2 separate regions of the Triticum aestivum genome follow, and region 2 is linked to region 1. A link is a contact called in public Hi-C data. All regions are on one chromosome and are shown on one strand. Each heading gives the region's core, a stretch centred on a gene start, on an enhancer-like site or on the middle of the called end of the contact. The rest is flanking DNA. Distances are from core to core; before and after follow the strand shown. Region 1 holds the start of LOC123188136 (U-box domain-containing protein 4). Region 2 holds the start of LOC123188139 (putative MO25-like protein At5g47540).

What was found. A called contact is a pair of places that touch in the nucleus more often than the background predicts.
Region 2: a contact with region 1 is called in a Hi-C map of leaf, with 4 times the contacts expected there. The contact joins the promoter of LOC123188139 here to the promoter of LOC123188136 in region 1. A contact is called at or near these places in 4 of 5 Hi-C or Micro-C datasets (leaf and an unstated tissue) and 1 of 1 datasets of contacts at active chromatin or transcription factors (leaf).

What each region holds. Positions count from the first base shown.
Region 1 is chr2A:162,108,125-162,114,356 of IWGSC CS RefSeq v2.1, reverse strand. It overlaps LOC123188136 (U-box domain-containing protein 4), which reads right to left and starts at 2,484. Exons shown (of 2, transcript XM_044600179.1): 1 at 1,119-2,484; 2 at 1-281. The coding sequence starts at 2,408. The coding sequence ends at 186.
Region 2 is chr2A:162,496,247-162,501,957 of IWGSC CS RefSeq v2.1, reverse strand. LOC123188139 (putative MO25-like protein At5g47540) reads right to left here and starts at 1,824. Exons shown (of 11, transcript XM_044600183.1): 1 at 1,270-1,824. The coding sequence starts at 1,398.

The DNA.
Region 1 (6,232 bases), core at 1,235-3,734:
CGGCCGTTATTTACACATGATCATCGCGCCCCGTCCCATCCATATAGGGCTGCTCTGTTCTCGACGCCAAAATCAAGAACGGAGCCGGCGAGGTGAAAGACAAACCAAGCATTACTTTCTGCATTTCACCATACCAGTGCTGCATTACCTAGCCAAGCTCGTAGCTTCGTCGCATGACCAGCGCGTCACCGAGCCATGCTCGTAGCTGCGCCGCCTGGTCCGGCTCGGCAGCCACCGCCCCCTTGTCGCTGCTCGCGCAAGTAACCTAGCAAGGTCTCAGACTGCAAATCACACAACCAAACGTATAAGTGGCTTGGAATTCAGGAATGATTTTCAGCTTGAGCAAAATATAATATAAGGCATACACGGGGTGTGATCCCTCTTTTCGAAAAAAAATAAGGCACGCATGAGGATCAGATTAGCCATGGCAAAGTAGACAGACTCTAGTGGCGAAACTTATAATTATAAGCACGTACACGAGTATTTCAGTGGGAAATCTCAAGCACATGGTTTCGCACGGAGTTTTAAGCTTGCCCGGTTTCTAGTGACACCAAGCATTGTTTACGGAATTTTAAGAACTGTAGTTTTGACTTGGTGGCCTCTTTGATCTGTAGGAGAGAGGGCGCTCATCCTCCTGTACTTCCAAGGTCTAGCAGATTCAGGACTGTACTCAACAAAGTGTGAAATTAAGCAAGTGCGGATCTCGATCATGTGAACTGAATGTACAAGTCAACACCTCCTTGATCAGTAGTAGTACAAGGCAATGCATACAACTAGCGTGATGAAACACGTGTTGATTTGGATGTTTTTGAAGACCAGGTAGTAGAAATCTACCTAAACTCAGGTACACGCACGCTGTCATTCTACCGGTCCAGAGTTAATACATTTTCCAGTACTGTCAATCGGACTTCAATCAAACTCTAACTGACTAATTCGTTGCACACTGTTCAGTACAATGACAGTGGCATCAAAAGCTCAAACCTTACACTGACAAGTTAAAATATTGATATATGAATGAGTACTCGTACTAATCACCAATTGTTATCGCTAAAATAAAATTCGGCAAACCACATCCAATTTCAGCATAACATTTGTAATGAGAGGGTTAGAACGTATACCTTGTGCTTTGCACGAGCAGAGCCGGACTGCGAGAGCGCAACGAGCGGTGGGATCGCCCCTTCTCGGACGAGAAGCGCACAATTGCTGGAGCACTCGGAGCACAGCTGAAGCAGAGCGACCACGGCGAACTCCTTCTCCCTCGCAGGGCCGTCCTCGATGGTCTCGACCAGTGCGGGTATCCCACCGGCTTCCACCACAGCGTCGCGGCCCTCGGCTATGCTGGCGAGGCTGGCAAGGACCACCATTGCCTTCTCCGACGTCCCGGTGCCGCGCTCGCCGATGAGGTGCACGAGCGGCACGACGGCTCCGGCGCTGACGGCACGCTCCTTGTTCCGGCGCGCCGAGCAGAGACGGTAGAGCGTGGTGAGCGCGTCCTTCTTTCCCCGGGTGGAGCCCGCGGAGAGCAGCGCGACGAGCGGCGCGATGGCGCCGCACGCGCCGATGGTGGCGCGGTTCTCCTCGATGCCCGACAGGCTGAGCAGCGCGCACGCCGCATTCTGCTTGGCGGAGGCCGTCCCGGTCCGCAGCGCGTAGACGAGCGGCTTGATGGCGCCCGCCGCCGTGATGGCCGAGCGGTTCCGCTCCTCCAGGGACAGGTTGAGCAGCGCCGTCACGGCGTTCTCCTGCGCCACCGGGTCGGTGCTCCGCAGCAGCGGCACCAGCGCCGGGATCGCCCCGGACACGCCGACCAGCTCGCGGATGTCGGAGCGGTGCTTGGCCAGCAGCCTTATCCTGGCCGCGGCCGCGCGGCGCGCGTCGGGCGCGGCGTCGGGCCCCAGCGCCTGCACGCACGCCAGAACGAAGGGCTCCACGCGGTCCAGCGGCGCCGCGTCCGCCGACAGATCCATGGACTCGAGGTCGTTCAGATCCACGGCGGCGAGGTCCGGCGCGTCGGATCTGAGCGTGGCGGCGGCCGCGGCCAGGCGCTCGAGCTCCCCGGAGATGTCGGAGTTGAAGCTGGAGTAGTCGGAGAAGTCCCGGGACAGCTCGAGCATCTCCGTGGCGGCCGCGTTGGCGGAGGAGGACTTGGCGACGGCCGCCGGGTGCGCGGGCCCCGCGGTGGCCGCCAGCTCGCTGAGGCGGAAGTCGATGACGGAGTCGGTGAGGTTCTCGATGTCCGAGTCCCCCTCGTCGGCCGCGGCCGCGGCGCGCGGGCGGGAGCTGGGCCCCGGGGGCGAGTCCGGGTGCAGCAGCGCGGAGCGGATGGTGCGCATGGAGTGGCCCGGGCGGCGCGGCGCGCACGGCGTCTGCTTGTGCGAGAGGATCTGGGAGCCGGCGAGCGACACCATGGCTGGCTGGCGTCGGCGGGCGGAGTGATGATGGAGGGAGGGGGGGGGGGTGGTTGGGCTGCCCGGTGTCCTGCTAAAATGCGTAGACGTATACGTACGGTGATGCCCGTGCGCGGACACAGTTCACCCACTAGGCGCGCGCCGTGGATCTTTGTAGCCCCCGCCTCCGGGTTGACGACGGCCAGGTGTCGACGCGCCGCTGAAAATCTCACCCCGCTTCCCGCACTTGTCGCGTGGCGCCGCTCGCCGATGACGTGCGGGGCCCCGTGCGGAGCTGTCAGTGGGAGGAGTGTGCGGTGCGGCGTGGGGGCAAGGCAGCAGTCGGGGAGGAAAGCGCCATGGGTAGGGGCAGTGGGCAGGGGCTGGCCACCGCCGGTTTACTTTACTTTTTGGTGGCCGTGGAAGCAAGGAATCGCTTGTTTTCCGTTTGTTTGTTTTGTTCCCGCCCGTGCCGCGTTGGGCGCGACGGCGTCGTCGTATTGTCTCGTGCGACACGGACGGCCGGCTTCGACCTCCGCCTCCGCTCCGGATGGCACCATGGCGGGCGGGGACGGCTGGCCGTGAAACCTGAGCCGTGGTGCCGCTTTTTCCCGGGGGAGCGGTCGGGCGGTCAGTCAGGCAGCGCACGCGGGACAGCGGGACGCGAGGTGGACGCCTTGCACGCGTCGTGGTAAGTGATAATAGCCACTCGGGGGTCAAAAGGGGTCATCACGGCGGCGTGTTTTTTTAGCATCAGTACAGACACAAGCGCTCATATACACGCGTATACACTCACCCCTATGAACGCACACACGCACATCCTATCCCTATGAGCACCTTCGAGAGACTGAGCCGGCATATCATCTTGAGATTTACGAAGTCACCGTAGGCGCCTCGTCGTCGACGGAAACGTCTCCTCCCACTGAAAGCGCATCGCCGGAAATTCTGAAATAAATCCAGGAATAATGTGAGCACCAGGATTTGAACCCTGGTGGGTTGGGGATGCCACTGTCCACCTAACCAACTCAATCACAGGTTGATTCGCCAGGAGCGCGTGTGTTGTGGTTGTGGTTGTGGGGGGAGCTATGTGAAAGCATGAAGATTTCACCCGGGAAAAGTTACGGCGGGGCAGGGGCGGCCATGGTGTGTGGCGCGGTGACGACACTGGTGTGACCGGCGCTGGCGGGGTGTTTTTTCTAATCGGCGGTTCTTTTGTTAACCACACGGCATGATGCCTTTTCCGCACGCACGATCGTGTAATGATGTTACCCACGTATGGGGGAAAATATCGAGTGATACGGCTCACCACATGATACGCTGCTTCAAGATTGTGTGTTGCGTTGGATCAGCATGCAACGGACAGGATCAACTCGCTCATCATTTACACATACCCCCTTGATACATTTGCATCTGCACCCTCGAAAATAGCCTGTTTTTGCAAACTCATAACAGATTTCCACATCTCTCCTCAAAATCCCAATAGTTCTGAGTTTTACCTACAAGTATTGAATATTGTAGCCCGGTTGATCTTATTTGAACCAAGCCAAGAGGCGTGGATTGATCAAACTTAAATCACATCATTAGGCCATGTTCGGTTACTTCACATGGGATCAGTCAACAGAAAATGAATCAACCAAGAAATGTAAAGATGAAATCTTGCCCGGCTGAAACAAATAAGCAACAGTGCTTACAAGTTCATACAGTAATCCAGTATGACAAGCGACAACAAAAATCATCTAAAATAAGCAATCATCCGTACAACAAGCGACAACAAAAATCCAGTATGGCTAAAGTAAGCACTTTGTTTACAAGTTCATACAGATTCAACAATGTTTCTCTTATTTATGGCATGACAGTAATCCAAAGCCGATATCGAACAAGTTCCTCTATGGTGGCGTTGAGGGCATCAGGTTCGGCCTTGTGCGCGAGCAGCTTGACCACCTGCACAACCAGCCTCTGGTTACAGTAATCCGGAGATTGGGGTCATAGCGGCTGCCGCCGAGCTTGCGCCGCTGCAAGAAAACACTTGCACTTATTTTTTTTCAAGCAAGATCCAAAGCCATGAAAGCAAGCTGCTAAATAGTTACTACATTATTTAGGTAAGATAGAAGCTCATAAAGAAGAGCGTATAATTAAGTAGCAGAATGAACCAAAATGAGCAGAGTATCCACACATATGTTTTGATTAGTACAGAGTAAGGGATATGTAAATTCTCTTCCATGCACAAGAGTTCGAGTTGTAGCAAAAAGTTGCTTCATAAAGTTTTCTCTACAAATAACAAAAAGATACTTGTAACAGGCTCAGACAATTTCGAGAAATAACTGTTCCAAATCAAGTAGTTATACTAAGTTTTAAAATGGATAGGTAGCTGACAAAACACATTTTTCTACTAGCATGCTTTTGGACTTTCAGTGTGTGACACCATTTTGCTTGCATCAAGGAAAAAAATGAATATTGGATCAAGGAAAAGGAAGTACTGGACTATGCATAGGAAGACAATAGAATTGCTTCAGGACTGCTTTTTTATTAACTGATCATAAGATAGTTGATTCTTATTATTATCGCTTCTGATGCTTGCCCTTCACAGAATAGGAGCTCATCAAGTGCAGCTCCAGCTAAAGTAAATCTGCTTATTACAACGTAAATAACTTATTTTTAGCCTTCAAACTTTTCTAATTCGTGTTGCTAAGAACTGAGAATAACTTCAGTTGTCTTTGAGTTTGGATTAGTTAGCCACATCAAGTGTAAGTGTTGTGACACTCCAGTCCTTTCTAAAACTAATCCATGACTCACAGAAGGAATTTGCCGAAGAAAGAAGCACATTCTTGTGTGTCTATATGTGGTCAAACTTATTTCCTACTGAAAATTCATCACAACATAAAGACTTTTGTACATATTTTCATGGATGGCTTCCACTGATTAAGTGCTACATTTATTTTTGCGAATGTCACACGGGTTACATTGTGGAGAAAAAACTCAGAAAACAATCTTATGTAGTCTGAAAAAGTAGATGCTGGACAAACACTATGGGATAAGAGGATAAAGTAACCAGATAGAGCTCGTCACCTTTGATATGTATTGCACTTTCCGAGGAACGGATTGCCAACAACTCTGGAGGATGCAGATCGAACACATTTGGAGGATGCAGATGCCAAACACATTTGAAGGATGCATATCGAACTTCAACCTCCACAACTGACACAGATAACTTGCCTTGCACCAATAGATTCAGCTCAGACATTGGTGATGATTGGACATGTCCCATGGTAGTCGGCAGCACAACGTGGACTTGCGCCATGGTACGCCACTCCAGCGGCTCGGAGAGGAATCACCCAATCGATAACGACTCCCCCAGTGCAGACATCCAGTGCTAAAACTAAAGCAAAATCAAGAAGTCGAACAAGGGAGAAATGGCCAACGATGCAACAAAGAAGACGGCGCTGCCTCTTCCCGATCCTTGCCGTGTACATTCTCCAGCTACGTCGGTGGTGGAGAGAGGTTTATCTCGGCCCGCTTAGATTTAGAGTTTGTATCGGATCTGAGCAACGGACTCAGCAACCGCGCGCGAGATGAATAGGCTGTGCATTATTGGGGCTAGGCTAGAAAGAGTGCATGGACTGCCGTCATGGTGGCTGGTGGCGGTGGAACAACTCTCACGTGCCCGACGGCAGCGGGGGAGCGAGCAGGACCGAATACAAGGCGAAGATGACGAAGGGAACCAAACTTGTCGCTCAATTACAAGATAGTCTAGGGTGCAGTATGCATATTGTGCAATGGGATGGGAGTCTGCTTCATCCTGTCCCTCCGGTACAGATCCAACGCTCCATGTAGTACTGGATCAGCGT
Region 2 (5,711 bases), core at 575-3,074, 390 kb before region 1:
CTTTGCTGTTGGGATGTGGCGCCTATGGAATGCCCACGACACCGTTTGGAGGTTCCTTGTACCACGTCATGCAGAGAGCTGCTGCCATGTCAATCTATGTACTCACCAGAACCTCCGACCACTCTGCTCGCCCTGCTCTTGCTGAGTGGCATGACCACTACATGACCCACAATTTAGCGGAAAAGCTAACTGGCGGCCGTTCGCCAGGAAAGCATGGGATTTCGAACGTTTTTCATGGCAGTTTCAGTTGTATCGAGGGTGGCAGTTTCTTCAGAACAACATGGCATTTTCTGGGAGGATGGCAGTTTTGAGCCTTCATTCCAGAAAATGAAATGCTGTTCTGAAGAAACTGCCACCCCAGACCAACTAAAAATGCCATCAAAATGTTCGCAATGCCACCCCTCCAAGCGAACGCTCCCCAGATAAGAGGGTCCTAATTTAGAAGCTTGGCGTTCACTCTTGCTGCACAATCCTGCTTACTTCCTACGTCGAATGTACGGTAACAAGAAGCATACATCGAATTATGAATTTATTAATGATGGCAAGCAAGCCATCGAACATCTATCTCATGCCCGTCCGCAACATTATCGTAATTGACTTGCAGCTCATATACCAAAATTGTAAGCATACATTGAATTTATGAATAACGAGTAAACCGCCTACCATCTATCACATGCCCCATCTAAAATATTATCGCAATTGACTTGCAGCTCATATACCAAAATTGTAAGCATACATTGAATTTATGAATGACGAGTAAACCGCCTACCATCTATCACATGCCCCATCTAAAATATTATCGCAATTGACTTGCAGCTCATATACCAAAATTGTAAGCATACATTGAATTTATGTACGACGAGTAAACCGCCTACCATCTATCACATGCCCCATCTGCAACATTATCCTAATTAAGTAACTTAGTTATGCTCATATACCAAAAAACGTATCTTCCTGAATTCCCTGAACCAGCCCCTTTTAATATGCTACAGTCATGTAATCATCATATAGATTATAATGAAGTAAGCTAGTTAAGTCCTACAACGGCCTAAATAGCAGCAAATCGAGCAGCGACGAATAATACATAGCGGTCACGCAAGCAGCAACGTTCCACCCGCTGCAACGCTCATAGAAATAAGAGTGCGGAGGCACAAATCAGGCCAAACCAAGCAAGGGATAAAAAGCTTCCACTCCCATGCGCGATCCGAGCCAAATCGGTGGGCAGGGACGGGGCATCGAAACAGGAAGGCCGGCCGGATTCGATCTCACCTTCTCCTCCTCTCGCTTGGGGTCGGCGCCGCGTGAGCCGGCGTGGAGGTCCACGTAGATGAGGAGCTCACGCGTCTGCCGCACCACGTCGGCCGGCGTCCGCGGCTTCGACTTGAAGAGGCCCTTCATCTTGGCGCCGTCGTCCGATGCCGATGCGGCGGTCACGCGCGGCGGCGATGGCAAGGGCGAGGCCGCGGGCCTTCTCCGCCCCGCCGACCCGAACGAGAAGCAGCCGCGGAACAGCGCCACGACTACCTCGGGATGCCCCTCCTAGGGCGCCCGCCTCCTCCTCCTCCGCTCGGGGACGGACGCGATCCGACGGGACGCGGCGGGGAGGCTAGGTTTTGCCGTCGAGAGGATGCCGGGCTCGCGATGGACTCGTCGCGCGGGGCGGTGTTGGCCAGGAGGGCCGAGATCGGAGATCCCTCTATGGCTCTATCCACCGGCCGGTACGGACGATGCGGGGGGTCGGTTGGGGGTGGTGGTGCGTTTCTCGACGCTTCTTTGCCCCGTCCGCTCCTCGCTGCCTCGTTTTCTCCTCCGCTTTTTTCTCTTTCCGGGTCTGCAGAAAATTGGGTGATCAACTTTGGACTCCGTGATCTTGCCGAACTTTTCGCCTAGGTGAGCCGCACGCGGTATGCTTTAAAATCCAATCCAAAACCTCTATGCAAATCAGTACTACTACAAACGTATTTGAATCGAGTCTATTTAAACCAGCAAGCCTATCCACTTATGTATTGCTGCATATATACAAATACTAAATGATAGGAGTATAAGCTAATAATTGAATTTAAGATTATAAACACGTCCATGCCAGCCGTCATCAATCAAATATGATAATAATGCAATAGTTTTAATGGCATGTGTGCATTTCACATCATTATGGCCTTTTTTCCCTCCATGCACGGGTGATTCTAGCATGGACCCCATGGAATTTGATGAGTAACATCGGCTACATTGCCACACCGTAGGAGCAACTCACAGCAGATGAAGAAAAATATTTTCGTCTTTGAACTTTAGAAAAAAAAGTTGAAGCAAAAAACTCTGTGCAGATGAAGTGCAAAGTGCTAACTACTTTTTTTAACACGGTACAGACGCAAGCACTCATATACACGTGCATATACTCACCCCTATGAATGCACACATGCACACCCTACCCCTATGAGCACCTTGTTGGAACTAAACACGACATGTGCGTGTGTCCGTGTAGGTTTCGTATTCATCACCTAGTAGGATTAGGAGTAGTAACCGAGTAAGTTAGCTAGCCAATCTTGCTACTATATATATGTTTGTATAGCCCCTTGTAAACACAACCAGAAAAGCAATACAAAGTTACGACAGGCTCGACACGAGCCTGTAGCCATCCAAATCGAGTCAAAGTATTCGTGTACCTTTGATTGATTGTATACGTATTGCGTTGGTGTCTCGGACGGCTAAAAGTACTAGTCCATCACGTCCAAGAAAGATCGATCAAGGACAAGGCTAGCTTTGTACTACGGTTCCACTCGGCGTAAAGTAAATGTTCAGTTCGTCAGCGAGCTTCGTTCGTCGTCGGTCGTCTTCAGTCGTTCGAAAGTACTCGACGTCGGCTCTGGGCCAACAATTGGTATCAGAGCAAGGTTGATCTTCTAGTAACGGAGGATCATGTCGGACGACGAGAAGACCAAGCAGTTGGCGGAGTACTCCGGTGCGGCTAAAGTAATTGCTGCTCCGGCGAGTTCGTCGTATCCACGGTTTGATCGCGAGAACTTCGGGGTCTGGAAGGCCCTCATGGAGTGTGGTCTCCGTGCCAATGAGCTATGGGACGTGGTGGATACCGAAGGCGACGCGTTCAAGAAGGAGGGAGCCGAGCACCGGAAGGATCGGCAGGCGGCGTGGCGATTTACTCGGTGATGCCGATGGATGTCCTCCAGCACCTAATCGCCAAAGCAACGGCAAAGGAGGTGTGGGATACGCTGAAGCTCATGTTCGAGGGACACACCCGTGTCAAGCAAGCCAATCTCCAAACTCTCCTAAGGAACTACGAGACTTTGGTCATGGGCGATGATGAGTCCGTGGATGCGTTCGCTTCACGGGTGGCTACTCTCGTCAATCAGATTCGCGCGCTTGGAGAAAACCTCACACAGGCCTCGGTTGTCCGGCGGTTCTTGCGCGCGGCCCTCCCCGGTACCTGCAAATTGTCATGGCGATCGAGCAGTGTGTCGATCTCGAGACCCTCTCCATTGATGATCTCGTCGGACGCTACAAGGCTCACGACGAGCGTATGCGGTACAGTCTTGGGGACGGGGGGAACAACGAGCTTGTGATGCTCACAAAGGCGCATTGGATCGCCCTTGAAAAGCAAGGCGGGTCCAAGAGCAGCAGCAAGAAGAAGGGAAAGCAGCGTTCGGCGAGAAAGAACTTCGCTGACTCGGACGACGACTTAGACAATGAGGCTGCACCACCACCGAGGAGAAAGTTTGACATCAGGAAAGTGAGGTGTTATAACTGTGGACTCCTCGGCCACTTCAAGGCTAGCTGCGAGGAAGCACCGAAGCAGAAGGCGCTGATGGCCTAGCAAGGAGATGATGGTGACATGATGTTGATGTGTAAACTGGTGGACGAGGAGGATCCAGACTATCAAGTGTTGACTAAAGAAATTGCCGAGCTTGTGGAAGAAAAGGTTTGCCATCATGATCATGGTTCGAAAACCTGTGTTGAAGCTACAGATACGGGGAGTGATTCCAAAACTTATGTCAATGCTATGGACGTAAGTGCCAACTTTGCTGGAACGGATGCGGCGATAGCTGCGTGTGCACGGCCATGGAGAAGCAGTCTTTGTGCGGCGCCTCCGCGAGAGGCCAGCTGTGGCCGAAAGAGCAATTCACAAAATCTGAAGATAGACGAAGACGTGGCGTTAGAAGTCCACGTCAGAAGGCGTCTCGATGTGGTCGTGTCAAAACATCACAAGGCAAATCGAGATGTGCGGCGAGTTACACTCGGACCAGACGAGTGTGCTGCCTACATGAAGCCAGCCGGTTCGGCTAGGAGCGCAGGCGTCATGAGTTGTAGCGCACCAGACAAGACTAGTCCAGGCACAACTGGAGGTGCTGCACGCAGTAGGTCGCTCGTGCAGTCGACCGACGCGAGCGTTGCATCGCGCAGTAGACCGGGCGAGTCAGCAGGAGGTGTGCATGTTGCGCCAAGTTCACCATTAGGCAGCCCACTCGGTGGAGGAGGTACATCCACGGGAGCCTTTGGAGGCTTTTCCAATAGGCTAGAAGGTGGGCACGGTCCAGGGAAAGGACACGCGTCAGAAGGTGCTGCAGTTGGACAAACAGAAGTTAGCCTAGTGGCTGGTGGTCAGGAAAGTAGTAGCCCAAGCGTTGCAGGTTCTTCTCTAGAGAGCAGTTTGGGTGTGGCCAAAATGCCAGAAAAGAGAAGTTTGGCAACTTCAAAAGATGTGCCGTCTCCTTCGACAGCACTGGAGACAGAAGAACGACCACATGAACCAGATGAAGCGCTTCAAATAAAATCGGTGAAGATGAAAAGTAAAGGGCAACGATGTTTGCACATCGAGGAACCGGAAAATTTTGAAGACGCAAATATGGAGGAGTATTGGCGTCAGGCTACGAAAGAGGAGTTGGGGTTGATCCACGACAACAATGCATGGAAGCTTGTGGATCTTCTCAACAATGAAAAAGCTATAAAGCTCAAGTGGGAATTTAAGATCAAGAAAGATGTCGAAGGATGTGTGAAGCACAAGTCGAGGCTAGTAGCCAAAGAGTATGTGCAAGAGAAAGGTGTGGACTTCGAAGAATTGTTCGTTCCCATTGCAAAGATGGAGTCGGTGAGATTACTCATCGCTCTCGCGGCTCAAGAATCATGGAAGGTACATCACTTGGATGTAAACTCCGCATTTTTGAATGGCGAGTTAGAAGGAGACGTTTATGTGAACCAACCACTGGGATTCATCAAAGAGGGAGAAGAACACAAGGTACTGAAGTTACACAAAATCTTGTATGAACTATGGCAAGGACCTCAGGAGTGGAACATCAAACTTGATCGGACATTGGTTTCTCTTGGATTTGAGAAAGCCCCACAAGAGCATGCAATGTACAAGAGAGGTGAAGGAAGGGATCGTCTACTAGTTGGCATCTACGTCGACGACCTATTAATTACCGGAGCAGATGAAGAGTTGATTGCAAAGTTCAAGCTACAGATGAAAGAGCTTTTCAAGATGGATGATCTCGGTTTTTTGAGCTACTACCCCGGGATAGAGGTACATCAAAAGACGGAGGGGATCACGCTATGCCAGGTGGCATATGCAAGGAAGATACTTGAAAACTATGGCATGAAATGTTGCAATCCAATTGACGCTCCAATGGAACCTCGTCTTGAGCTAAGCAAGAAGAGTAAAGTAACTGCCGTTGATGCAATCGAGTATATCACAGCGCCCGCTG